2 separate regions of the Sus scrofa genome follow, and region 1 is linked to region 2. Evidence: chromatin contacts called from public HiChIP or PLAC-seq data. All regions are on one chromosome and are shown on one strand. The core of a region is the stretch at or near the end of the contact, and the rest is flanking DNA. Distances in the headings are between cores, read along the strand shown. Region 1 has its middle 200 kb from the start of RPLP1. Region 2 has its middle 130 kb from the start of RPLP1.

Region 1 (7,198 bases), core at 401-2,900, 71 kb before region 2:
GGGCTGTCACCCCAGTCCCTCCAGTTTCCATGAGCCTATGCATGCAGCCGAGCTACTCTGATCAATAATATGCAGCCCTGCTCCTGCTCTCTGCTCCAGAAAATACCTGCTAGAGATGACAACAGGGTCCCCAGGAGGACTGGGCTTTGCTGGGGTCAGAGTCAGGGCTGGGGAAGCGTGGCAGACTGGTATGGAGGGTTGAGGCCCAGAGGACAACCAATGCCTCTTGGGGTGCCTTGGAGGACCATTCCCCGTGTCAAGCTTAGCTTTCCCCTGCCCCCCACTGAGCAAAGAAACAGAGATGCCCAAAGCATCCAGCTATGCCCAATCCTAACCCTCTTTCTACATCTTCTCTTGGAACTTCCTGACCTCAGGGTTACCCTTCCCAGATGGCAAGAGTATAACATGACAAGCTCAGAAGTTGTCACCCCGCCAGAGCCTCCAGCCCTCCCAGCATCTCGGAGGCTAATCTTGGGTCAAGTGCCTCTTCTTTCAAGAGAGAAACTAGATCAACTGCCAGCAGAGGGGGAAGGATTGGCCGATTGAGGCCTGGGTTTGAAGCCTAGCTTGGCCACCAAATTGCCGTGCTTCCGTGGGCAAGTGGCCCCATCCTTCTGGGCCACAGATGCCTCCCCTCGTGGGAAGGGTGATGGCTGTGTTGAGCCACCCATTTCCTCTTTTCTTCTAGTCCCCACAATAACCATAAACCACAGTTCTGGGTTGGGAATAAAGCTCAGGGCACAGACAGTAAAGGTTCCTTCCTTTCTGCAAAAACAACAAAAATAGCAACATTTCTGTTTAGTATGCCAGGCCCCATTCCAGTCACGTTTACATACACAATCTCCTAATTATCTTTACAGCAAAGCAAAGAGGTGGCTATCACTATTGCTCCCATTTTAAAGATGGAAAGTAAAGCTCAAAAACTCTATATTTTCTCCGTGGACAGATAGACAGCTAGAAAGGGGTAGAAGATTTGGAACTGGGCATTGTGTCTGCAGAACCAGGACATTGTGGAATTCCACTCTTTTCTGACCAGTTCATCTTTCCCTTCACCATAGAACATTGATAAAGTTTGATTACATACTTGGACACAAGGAAAAAAATTAATTGGAGATGTTACAGGCCACCGTCTATGACTCTAATCCAAAATTTTTAAATAAAAAAAAATAATGTGGCTGAGACTATTCTTAAGTACTTAGAAATTAATAAACACTCTTCTAGATAACCCATGGATCAAAAGAAATATTAAAACCGAGGTTAAAAATCATCTAGAAAGAGATGAAAAGGGGAACTTTTTATTTCAAAAACCTATGGGATTCAGAAAACATCTCAACTCGGGGGAAAATGTACGGCCCTGAAATGCCTTCATTATTAAGGAAGATGAAAAATAAAGGCGCCAAAAACACATCAGAAGAAATGAGAAAAACGAATAAACAAGAGAAGAAAGTATGAAATAGGAATTCATCAATAGGTGAAATGAATAACACAGAAAATAAGAGAAAGGAAAAACACGGATTGCTTGAAATCAAAATCAGCCCCAGAGGCTAACAGCGTTGCCGGGGTCGGGGAGTGTGTGTGAAGGTCCCAGGTTCCCAGAGCGGTCAGTGCCCCGCCCCTCGGCCTACTGACCCCTGAGCTCATGGCTGCCTCCCGCCTGGACCTCACTGTGCACAGTGTGGAGATTTGACTGCCCAACCGAGGCTCCTTGGACTGGAGTCTTTAGTGTTTCCTCCCAGAAATAGAGGCAGTTTTGTGTTTTCAGCAATGAAAGCTGCTGTGGTTTTGTTTTCTCTCTGTTGCCAGGAGTCAAGAGGAAGTCTGTGGTTAGACATCTTCGGGTGGAGACATACACAAACACAGTGGCTAGAAATGGGCTCCGCGGATTCAGCTTTCCCAGCCCTGTGGGGAGTTGGGGGGTGTGGGGTGGGGGGATGGACGCATGCAACTGAACAAATGAGAAGGAGGGAGGGGGGAGGGAGGGAAGGATGACTGAACCTCTACCCCTGGGCCTCCTAGACGTGCAGCAGCCCCCACCATTCTCTGCCTCCAGCCCACCTCTGTTTCCCATTCTGATGGTCGGATACTGTGATCCACTTTTTCCTCAAAGGCTGAGGCCACCTGATTCACCTTCACGCCAACCCAGAGACTGCATATAAAAGATCCCTGTGAATTCAATGTCCAGCTCTATGGTGGGCACGGCCAGCTGCCACACACCATGGACCCTAGCCTCTCCTTTTCCATCAAAATCCTGGGTTTGATCAGGCTAGTGGGGGGCCTGGCTACAAATGCTCACATCTCTGACCACCCGCATACCTAGAAGCAGGCCCTTTGATTAGAGTTCAGGCCAATGAGCTATGATATTTCTAAGAAAATACTTTCATTCATAATATAGGCACCAACTCTTCCTCCTCCTTGCCCCCCACGCCACCTTTTTTGCCTAGAACTTGAACACAAGGCCTGGAGGTGTAGCAGCCACCTTGTGGTTATGAGGCAGCCGCATGAGGATGACATTAGTGCAGAAAAACAGAAAGAGGCCAGAGGCTCAGTGGCATTCTTATATCACCTTCTACCCTGTACAGACTCACCAGAGACTTCTAATTTCATGAGAAAAATAAAGCTTCAGCTGGTCAAACCACTATAGCTGCCTGTCCCATTCATTGCAGCTGAAGCATTCCTACATTGAAACAAGAACCTCAGCTTTTGTAGGGTTTTTAAAACATTTTCACCCCACCCTCTATCAGGTCCTCAGAGAAATCCTTTAAGGCAGATCAATGTCTTTCCTCCTATTTTCAGATGAGGAAACTGGGGTTTCTCAGACATGAAGTGGGTCAAAGCATCAGGATCTGAACCCCAGGACTCTTTCCCCCAGGCTATGGTTTTTCCCAAGACAACCCCTCTTGCCTGGAAGCACTTCAGAGCTTTCTTCTCTCTGTAATCCCTCCTGGCACACAAGCTTACATGCTGAAAGTCAAAGTTCCTCAGGGACTGAGGAGCATGGGGACTGGTTTCAGACACAGCTTCCAGGATGGGGAGTGATGCTCTTTTGCTTTCACATGCATCACTTTGAGTCCAAGGATCTGGCTTCAAGCCTTGCATCTCAGCCTTTCTTGCTATGTGATCTAGGGGGGAAAGAAATCTCTGAAAATCTGCACATCTATGCAATGAGAATGGCAGCCCTTCTTCCTGAGGCGATGCTCATACACTCAGAAATATATGCTAATGTATGGTACAGGATAATAAGCTCCGAGCATCCTCTCTAGGCTCTTAGAATGTCAGGGGAAACACTTTGTGTATGACGAAGCACTGCCGTCCCCATTATGGGCTGTTATCAGGATGGCTTTGGTCTGTCTCAAGGCTCCGACTCCTCCCTCAGCTGAGCCCTCCTCGTGGTTGATGTGTAAATTACAGATATGCTTCACAGGCCTTCCTGACCACTCACCGCCACCACCCCCTTCCCCTCCGTGTGTCAACCTCAGGAGAGTGGAGAACCCTGATCTCATGCGACTCTTATCTTTAAGAAAGGATAATGGCAATGTTACAACGCTTATTTGCTCACTAAGCCAGGCTATTTGATTTCATAAGTTCTTTACTTTCTTAGTGACCCAAATGTATTCATTCATCCACTTTAAGAAAAAAAAAAAATGTGTTAGATCCTATGCTGGGGACTCTCAGAGTTGGATGAGACTTAAAAGCCATCTGGTGTATCCTGCCTTGCCATTCAGGGCTGGGGTCTCCTCTTCATGCTCCCCCGACCCCCAAGCCCAGTGGACATTGAACCTCCCCTTGCTCACATCAGAGACAAGGAGTTTCCTGCCTCCAGTCCACTTCACCTCCCAACATCCTCTGTTAGAATTCTTCCTCCAGCCGACACTCCTTGGCAGACAGGAGGATGTGTTCTTGGCAAACCTCTAATCCTCTGCACACTTGACTGTGTGGGATGGTGACTGGCAGAGTCGGTGGGGGACGAGGAGCCCACGTGAGGTGTTACCAAACAGGAAGTGCCATCTGGGATGGATGATGACAGTGAGAGAAAGCGTCAATCAGCTGCCCTGCGTGGCTCCAGAAGCCGTGTCTTCCTTCATCAAACACAACAGAGCTCAAGAACAGCAATTACTCAGTTCACTCGGATGTTCTGGGTATTCGCTGGGCGCGGCAATGCTGCAGTAACAACACTGAGCTCTAGGGGGCTTAACGCAATGGAAGTTTGTTTCTTGCTCCTATCAGGTGCAGCGTGAGTTGGGAGAACTGCCCCCATTTTGCAGGCCACGTGGAACCAGGGCCCCCAGAGTCAGCACAGCAGGGAGGGGTGGTGAAGGCACGCCAGCTCCTAACTGCCTCGCTCTCAGCCTCTTGGGCAGAATGAGCCACATGGCCCCCCCACCTGGCTGCACAGGAGGTTGGGGAAGGTGGTGGAGCCGTCGTTGTGGGTGAGAGCTGGCTCTCTCACTGTATCGCAGGGCATGTCACCAAGGAAATGAGTGTCAACTCTGTAAAGAAGAGGCGACCAACGTGGTAATGAGAAGGAGCCAACATAAGGTGATGGGGACATTATGGGCAAAGAAGGGCCTCTATCTGCTGGTGCTCACAAAATAGCTATCACACAGCAATCTGTGGTGGGATTGTGTGCATGGGTGGCCAGGCTCTTCCACCCACGGTGACCATATGCTAATGCAATGAGGATAGGCTTCATATGTAGAGCATTCCCAGGCTCCCCACCATCCCTCCCATTGCCATGTTTGCCTCCACCTCCCCCATCAAAAGTGGAGTTCTTGCCTGCCCTGCTTCTCCTCATCCAGCTTCCTAAGAGGAGTTCTATCCTGGCCATCCCAGGTCCTGAGAGAATAGGGAGAGACAGACAGCACTGGAGAAACTGGAGCCCAGGGTGATTATCCTGGCTTATTGAATCAGTTCCATGGTGCGGGGGGATTTGGTCCGCAGTAAAGTGGAAAGACAACTAAAGAAGAATGAAGAGGAGGGGAGAAGGAGGGACAAGAAAAAGAAGACACAGATGTTAAGTCCAGCTATATAAAGGAGGGGCAGTAGGGCAAAAAGATGGCCTTTCCAGTGGATTGATGTCAGGAGGGCTTGGGATGCTTTGGTAGAGTGAAAGGCTCTAGAGAGGATTGGAAGCACAAGATAATGAGATAGAGAAGTAGAAGGGACCTCATCCGTTTTCTTCTCTTTGTGCGTGAAGACAGAAATCTCTTCCTTTCCTTTACTTGCTGGACTCTGCTTCTTTTACTGTGACTCAGAGACTGAGTCACAAGGAATCCCTGCATTTACTCAGGTTACATTCATTAAAACATCTACACTGAATAAGTAGCATATTCCCAAAGCAAGTAAGGCAAAAGCATAAAAGTCAACAAGGGGCTATACCTGCTCAGAAATATATTAACACGCTTTGGTCATGACAAAGGGTGAGAGGGATGTAGCAGCAGCCGTGGCGTTGAGAAGCCTCCTCCCATCCCAGCCGCCAGCAGCTTCTATGAGCCCAGTAGTTTCCCAGCGCCCCTTTCCCGCTGAGGTTTCCAGGCCTAATCTCCATCTCCTGGATGCACCCTGACTCCTCCTCCGCTCACCATCCTCCACTTGTAGAGGCTACAGTGACATGAGCTGTGCTGGCTGCCACCTCCCTCTGTTGACTCATAAAGGCTTCCTGTCAACTAAAAACCAACCTCTTTCACTTGTGCTGTTGACCCAGGTATCCCACATCCTGTGTGTGTCTGGTGGGTATTCTGAACCCCAGTGCAAGCAGAGGTCTCTGCTTGGTAGACATTCATTCTGGCCCAATGTTGATCTCAGCCTGGTTGGGGCCTTTTGGATTTGGCCACTCAATTTTCCTATACCAGCTACCCCTCCCGCTTTCCCACACACCCCTCTAGACAAAGCAGTTCAGTGCCACGGGCCCCAGCGTTTGCAGTCAGACCTCTCTGGGTCCCAAATCTTAGTACATCAATGGCTGTAGGACCTTAGGCAAGGTCACTCACCCTCTCCTGGTCTGGAAAGGGGTAAGACATCCTGTCTTACAGAAATGTTATGGGAAGCAAATAACCTATACATAATCTACGTAAGGTACTTGCAGTGGTTGCTGACATTTAGAAGATTCTCAATAAATGTTCATCCTCTCTCTACACCTGTAATTCCATCCTAGTTCCTGGCAAAAGTGTTGAATAAGATGTGAGCAAAGATGGACTCCCCATCTAGGCTGACATAACTGTATTCGTTCCCTCCCTTTTCATATGTGGATATGCTGTGGGAAAGAAGGCAACATCTACATGTATTTTAAAAATCAAACCTAGGATTTCCAAGGTATTTCCTACCACTAGCATAGGACCCTCGAACCTGTGGGTACAAAATCACTCTGCTGGACAAAAGTGGCCCAAGAGACCATATGATGCACAGAAACCAAATGATCCCTCTGGGCTCCCTCAATGCTCCAAGAGAAAATCCAGCCCCCATTTAGTTTCAAAGGCAACCTCGACCCCCAGGGAACATAGCCCTCCCTCCTCTGTCTCCTCCTCCAGCTCCGGGAGTTCTCAAGTACTCTGAAGGAATAAGAGCAGCAGCCTGCCCATCCCCTGTCCCAGTGAATGGTCAAAATTGTGCCTACTCTGCCTTGACCTTGGGCCCAGTTTCTGGGATGGCAATGCATAAAAAAAGCACTAGACTTGGAGTAAGATGGGCCTGAGGTCAACTCTTGCCCTCTTTCCCCAGCTCACAGTCTAAGGCCAGTCACCCACCCCCTAAGGTCAGATCTGCAAAATCATAAATTGGGCTAATAGGACCAGCTACTTCACGGGGGGTTGGAGACGTTCTAAGGAAGGGCTAGCTGCTCACACATCCTCAACCACCCCACCCCAGCTTCTTCTCTGCTTTGATTCCTCCAAAAATCTCAGCTTCTCTTTCCTTGTAATTTTGACCCCATTCCTCAAGGCACAGCATAATGAAAAATGAAGCTAGTTGGCTCTCAGGAGACGTGACTTTGAGCCCACTCAGCTCACAACCTGGCTATCAGGTCACTCACACACTCTGCACCTCAGTTTCCTTACCTTTAAACTAAGAGGGTTGAGTTACAGCTCAGTAATATCAGCCTGCCCTGGTTGCAGGCCGGCCCTGGGCGAGGAGTGTCATAAACGTCATTTATTTACATGAATTCAATACCCTCAAGGAGGCACCATTATGCAAGAGGGAGCAGAGC
Region 2 (6,764 bases), core at 718-3,217:
CAGCATTGTCACTGATGTGGCTCTGGTTACTGCTGTGGCACAGGTTCGATCCCCAGTCCGGGAACTTCTGAATGCTGTGGGAGTGGACGAAAAAAATGAAATTTTCATGAAGTATAGTTCTGAGTCTTCTCTTTGTCCTACGCTCTGCTGCCTGCCCTGGGTGGTGGGAACGGGGGCCGCCAACAGGGACTATGTAATGGGCTCCCTTGTCCTCTGGCTTCAGCATGGCCTTAGCCAACAGCAAGTCCCAGTAGGTAGGAAACCAGAAAGAGGAGGCTGAGGTCTGAGTGTTGGACCTCTGGACCCCTCCCTGGGAGCTCCCTGGGCTGACTGCCTATCTTCTGGAAACTCACAGCCCCTCTTTCTCCATGGGTCCCATTTCTTTCAGGAGTTGTTAGCAGTTTCCTCCCCTGGTTTCTGCAGGCCTTCTCTCCTGTGACTAGCCCCCGGTGACTGTATGACCCCTGTGGCTCTCCCACTCCCTGAAAACCCCTTAGAAAGTGGTCCCTTTGTGAATAAATCCTCCTCAAGGGAGAAAGTCTTGGGTGGTCAGTCTTGGAAGACTGACCCATGACAGGCATCAGTGGTCCTATGGGGCCAGGGGTGAATGAACAAAGGGACCAAGGGAAGAGGCAGGCCTTGGAAAGTTTGTCTGGGGGGAATGAGAAGTTTAGACAGATGAGAAGAAGATGGGAGGGGGCATTTTAATCAAAAGCTGGTGTAAAGGTGGCCATGATGGTGGCAGACACTGGTCAGTGATGTGACCTTGGGAGGGAGGGAAGGAGGGACCTGGCTGGAAAAGCTGATGAAAGCCAAACTGCAGAGAGATTAAAGGCCAAAGTGAAGCTTGTGACTTTACTCTAGGGGCAGCAGGAGACATCAAATTGTTCTAGAGCAGGGGCATGGCCCAGTTGCACCAAGCCATGTTGGGAATGATAATCTGGCAGTGGGGAGTGGACTGCAGTGTTTCCAACAGGGTAGCCCTATGCACAGGGCACAAAGCATGATGCCAGAGTGATGCATTCACCCCGTCTCTCCTGAGCAGTGAGGCAGAGGCAGCATGGGTGTTATCCCCCAAACAATCTCACACTCACGCCAGCATCAAAAGAGCACAGAGTGGAGCCACTGCGTCCTGAAGATGGAAGCGAAAATGTATTCTTGGAAGAGAGCGCCCCTCAAAGCTGTCCACCCACATCCCCCAGAATAAGGGGTAGGCAATCTGTTTACAGTGGCATCTGATTGAAAATGCTCCTGAGGCCAAGAGGACCTAAAAGAATACCTCTCTTCTTGAGTGCGTGAGAACAGCCCAATGGGGGTGGGGCAATCTGTCTCAGAATGGGCCCAACATGGGGACAGAAACAGTAGCCCCCAGCGGGATGCTGTTTCAGAGTTGCCAGCAAAGCGGCCCAGGAATATCCCCAGCCAAACCCACAGAGCTCTCTTTAGCCTTCTGCTTAGTTCTTCGCTAAACAGGAACTCCCTCGGTGATGGGGGCCAGTCTCTAAGAGGTCCTGTCCCTGGCAAGGTGTGGACATATTTGGAGCAGAAGGAATCCAAGGGCTCTGATCTCTTGAGACAAGAAAGACCCAGTAAGCTAGGAAAGTTAAAAAGGAGGCAGATGCCAGAGGCAGTGGCCTCTCAAACTGCTGGCAAACACATTTGCTCAGGATTACATTTCCTCCTTGAAATGGTTTGCTTTTAGTCCCAGATGGGCCTGAGAAAGGGCCCTCCTTCCTCAGGATCCTCTTCCCTGACCATCCCCTGGTGACATGAGGGTCATTATAGTGTTCCCAGGGGGTCACGATGGTTGCACAGACCAGGGAGAAAGCAGTAGGAGAGTTTGGATGAAGCCAGGAGGGGGCAAGATCCAAGCTCTGGGACATTCGAATATTCAGAGATCCAGGAGGAAGTGATGGAGCCAGAAGAGGAGGAGGAATCAGTGAGTTAGAAGGAAAGCCAGCAAGCGTGTGTCACACAAGCCAGGCACAAAGAAGGAGGAAGTGGTCAGACGCCTCCCATCCTTTTGTGGGGGTGGGGCATTATCATGACGACAGCTGTGGAGGCCATGGGTGATCTCGACACGAGCAGTTTCAGAGGAATGGAGGAAACCCAAGGCTGATTTCAGCATCTCACCTACCTTCAGAGGGAGATAGGTTTATCCCATCCTATAGATAAGGAAGCTGAAGTGGAGACAGATGATCTGACTTACCCAAAGCCTTGTGACCCATTACCAAGTTTCTGATCAGACTGTTACCCAGATGCCTGTGATCACGGGGCCATCGATGGGATGTCACAGAGGAGGTCAATGAAGATGCTGGTGGTATTAACAATGATGCTGATATTGATGATCTTGGTAACGTTGATGATGATGGTGGTGGGAGCAGTGATGGTGATAGTGGTGGTTTTTCAGATGAGGAAGTTGATAGTGAAGAGGATGTGAAAATTGACTGGTGTGTGGAATCGGACAGATCCAGATCTCTATCCTAGCCAGCCAGGAGCACGTAAACTTTTCAACTACAGAGACTTCATGTTCCTAGCTGTCAACAAAGATGACATTGCTGCTGCAAAGGACTGTTGTGAGACTGACAGATAGGAAAGCACCCTGAAGAACCTAATTCCCAGCAGGCCTTCAATAAATGCTCATTTAATGCATTTGCCTACAGGGCAAACGTGGGGAGTGCAGTTGAATGTCAATGAAGGAGCTTTTCCTTCCCAGATGGGCCTGGCCCTGCCCAATCGAAGTCCACTCCCCAACCAGAGTTAACTTAGCCCTCAAGGTCAATCATGGCCATTTCTGTGGTTGCCTGCTTCCCAGGCTCACCACTCTATGCCCCCACCTTGCTCTAAGGATGCTGCCCAAGGATGCTGGTGGATGAATGCCCAAAAGACTCTATGGGGAAGAGGAGTGGGTATGGGACAAACTTGCCAAGCTTTATTACATATCCTGCTCTCTGGTCTTGTTCAGCTGGGAATGTAGGCTATGAGTTGGACTTTAGAATCAGACGTGCCTGAATTAAGTACCACCCCTCCTTCAAGTCCTTACTCTAATTACACCTTCTCCACAAGACCCACCCTGACCATTCTGTTTATTCCACAACCCCACCAATAAGACCCTCCCTCTCATCCTTAACCTGACTCGATTTTTTCATTCCTTTTTTCATGTTTTTTCTTATTTATTATGTTTGTCTGTCCTCTTCCATTGGACTGTTATTCCAGAGGCCAGAGACTATTACCTGCGTTGACCACTGATGCATGCTCACACCTGGCACATGGGAAGTGCTCACTGAATGTGTGTAGAATAAATGGGTACCAGCTGAGCTCTTAGCAACACAGACACAACAAAGCTTCCTCATTACTGACAGATCCATCTGGCCCTAAAGCCAGGGCCCTTGCATCCCCACAAATTTCCAGTTCTTCCTGGTCACAGCCCCTCCAGTCAATGCCACCCATCACCTCTAGAACCCTTTCATGGTGAAGTCTCACCCTTATTTCAACCCATTGAAGTGTTATGGTGCCAGGTTGCTATGTGAGGAAGACGGAATGTTTCCTGGCCTTCAAAGGAGCTTGAATCCAGGCTCAGGCACCCTGGACATGGATAGGAACGTGTGCTTTGAGGTAAACCAGCAAGAACAGCCTGACCCACCCAGCCCAGCTTGAGGGAACCCCTTTGGGTTGAAATGGTCCACAGTCAACTCAGGTCCCAGGGGCAGGAGACAGGGCTACTCTGCGTTTGCTCCTAGGGGTCCACCTACTGGGAAAATGCAGGTAAGTCAAACAAGCCTGTTTGTTCTCCCAGTACAGCAAACAAAACACAGGACTAATTCTCCTCGAAGGTCTCCCCACTGGACCGGGGTGGCATGATTCAAGTAATGGGAAGACAAATATTTTCCTGGAGAAAAGGATAAAACTTCAGGCAGGAAAAGCAAACAGCATCTTCAAAAGGACAGCTGTGGAGTTGGCATGGAGCTGCCCCAAGAGCAGTGAGGGAAAATTCTGGAAGGAGGCAGGGTGGGGGACTGTGGCTCCAGGCTTGGAGGAAGGGGCTGAGGGAAGAGCAGCCAACACACCCAGCACAGGGGGAAGCTATGTGATTCATCCTCCCACCATCAGCATTTCATCATCGTTACCCTTTGGAGAGAATTCAGGTGACGTGGTCCAGGTGAGGCCAGGGCTTGAGTTGAGAGGCAAACATGCTTGGGCTTGAATTCTGTCTTTCACTCATTTATTCCTTCACTCATTCATGCCTGTGGTCAGCCAGCCCTCTCTTAGCTCCATACTGAGCATCTACGCTGCCCCAGGCTCTGGCCAGCACAACTGAGAGCAATGCCATGGGCTCCCCCAGGAAACTGAGTGGAGGGGACTCACCAAGGTGGGAAGCCTGAGGCACTGACCCCCCCAGTTGCCTCCCACAGTGGGATTCACTCCCTGGCATCTCCAGGTTACGCCTACCTGCAGCTGAACTGCCCTGGGGAAAGCCCTGAAGCAGAGAAGCTAACACTGCGGGTACTGTCCCTGTGCTCCGGGAACAGCCCAAAGTGGCAGGACAGCCCTGGGGAACCTGGGGTGGGGAGTTGCAGAAGGGAGTCCACAACTTTGCCAGGGTTATCATTGACCCCACGCTGGCACTCAGGGCTTCTTGTCAGTGCGCCCCCTGCAACTTTTCACTGCCCCGCTACCCCTGCTCACCACCTACCTCCCCCTGGGGATCATCAGCAATCCCACCCAGCCCCATATTCCTCCTGATCATCCTTCCCTCCAGGGTGTGCTTGCTGGCTTCCCTCTGCTTTCACCTTAAGTGCCAAGATCCCTGGGGTCTGCCCTGAACCCTCTCCCCGCCTCATTCTCCCTCAGTGTCTGTCACAGTTCTAACTGCCTGCAGCCCTAGAGGGGAGTGTGCCAAAATGCAGGTTCTCAGGCCTCACCACCCCCCAGACCCACTGAACCAGAATCTCTGCAAGTGGAGCCAGCCCATGAGCATGCCTTTTTACAAGCTCCCTAAGTTGAGTTTCCAGGTAAAATTCAGGATGCCCAGAGGCTCATGGCCCATCTGAGACATACTTATACTGAAAAATTACTGATTATTTATCTGAAATTCACACGTAAGGGGGCCTCCTGTATTTTCGCTAGTTAAACCCACCAACCCTTGCCCGAGGTGATCCTGATGTACCGTAGATATCAAGAACTGTTGTGTATCTTCTCCCAAGTTACCTTAACCACCCAATTTCAACTATAAACTATGCGTTGGTGACTCAGGTTTCTTTCTTGTCCATACACCTCCCTGAATTCCACTGATCTGATGGCCCCCTGGACATCTCAAAGTTGATGTGGTTCAACACAGAGCTCATTGCTCTTAATCTCCTCCCAAATCTGTTCTTCCTCCTCCTTTCTCTGTCTCAGTTGGTAGCCCCACCATCCACTTGCCAAAACCAGTCACCAGAGGGGTTATCTCAACCTCTCCTTTCTCTCCCCCATCACCTCCTAGGCAAATCACCAAATTGCACTGTCTCTACATCTCCAAATCCCTTGCACCCTCGTGGTCGGCTGGAATAATGGCCTTCCAAATATGTCCATGTCCTAATCTGTGGAACCTGTGAATGTCCATTTATATGGCAAAAAGGAAATTTACAGTGTGATTAAATTCAGGACCTTGAAGTGAGAGACAGTCCTGGATGATCCAGGTGGGCCCAGGATGTCCACGGCGGTCCTTATGAGAGGGATACAGGAGGCTCAGAATCAGACAGAAGGTGAAGTGATGATGGAAGCAGAGACTGGAGTGATGCATGTTAAAGATGTAGGAAGGGGCCAAGAACCAGGGAGTGTAGGCAGCCACTAGAAGCTGGAGAAGGCAAGCTGGGAACAGATCCCCTGGATCCTTCAGGAGGAACCACCCTGCCACCTTCACTTTAGCCCAGTGAAGCTAATTTTGGACTTCTGGCCTCCAGCACCTTCAGAAACATTAATTTAGGTGTGTCGAGCAATTAAATCTGTGGTGATTTGTTCCAGCAGCAAAAAGAAATTGAGTCCATCAACTTTTCTCCTTTCATATTGGCCCTTCCTAGCATCTATCCTCCATCCATTGCAATCTCCCCCAAGAGGTCTTCTGCTTCCAGCCTTACATCATCCATAGTACCAGCTAGGTGGTCTTTCCCCTGCTTTGTGCCTTTGGTTGTGCCTTCTGGACTAAGGAAAAGTACAGATCCATCATCAGCTCACTTTCAGGGATGGGCTCCTCCCCTCTCTCTCTTCATCTTCCTCCACTCAATACCTTCAGACTGGTGGTTTTCGAACTCACCTCTTGGTTTAATAAGCCCTTATTCTTCTTTCTGACAAGAACGCTTTCCTCAACATTTTTTTCTTGCCAAACTCCTATTGATATAGCAAAAACCCAACTCAGATATCGCTTCCTCCAGGAAGCCTTCCCTCGCTCTCTCCTCATCCCCAAGGAGTTAATAAGAACCCACTCTAACCTTATTCGACTTTTATTCCTTGACCAGATTCCCATTGTTGCCGTTTCCCCACTAGTTGTCCCTACAAGACTCAGCTACTTGAGGACTGGAACAGTTTCTCGTTTGCTTTTGAATCTCCAGGACGTAAGAGATGCTTTATACATGTTTGTTGAATTAGAGCAAACGTTTCCTCTTGGTTTCAACACTCTGTGATGTTATGCTACTGTTTCTTAGGGTTTTCTCCAAATCAGCTGTTCCCTACAAAGGAGCAGAAAGGCAATTATTTTTTTTTTCCATCGCTAGTTCCTGTTAATTCAC

What was found. HiChIP or PLAC-seq counts read pairs in DNA pulled down with a chosen protein or histone mark.
Region 1: a contact with region 2 is called in an H3K27ac HiChIP or PLAC-seq map of alveolar macrophages. The contact joins two enhancer-like sites. A contact is called at or near these places in 9 of 47 Hi-C or Micro-C datasets (alveolar macrophages, blood, heart right ventricle and 2 more) and 1 of 2 datasets of contacts at active chromatin or transcription factors (alveolar macrophages).

What each region holds. Positions count from the first base shown.
Region 1 is chr1:167,497,348-167,504,545 of Sscrofa11.1, reverse strand. No RefSeq gene overlaps it. Among named protein-coding and RNA genes, the nearest start is that of RPLP1, 200 kb to the right of the region's middle. Within about 2 kb of position 1,650, at least 27 of the 83 cell types and tissues checked have an H3K27ac peak or open chromatin away from gene starts, as enhancers often do. A contact at or near this core is called in alveolar macrophages, where this site is marked.
Region 2 is chr1:167,427,549-167,434,312 of Sscrofa11.1, reverse strand. No RefSeq gene overlaps it. Among named protein-coding and RNA genes, the nearest start is that of RPLP1, 130 kb to the right of the region's middle. Within about 2 kb of position 1,967, at least 17 of the 83 cell types and tissues checked have an H3K27ac peak or open chromatin away from gene starts, as enhancers often do. A contact at or near this core is called in alveolar macrophages, where this site is marked.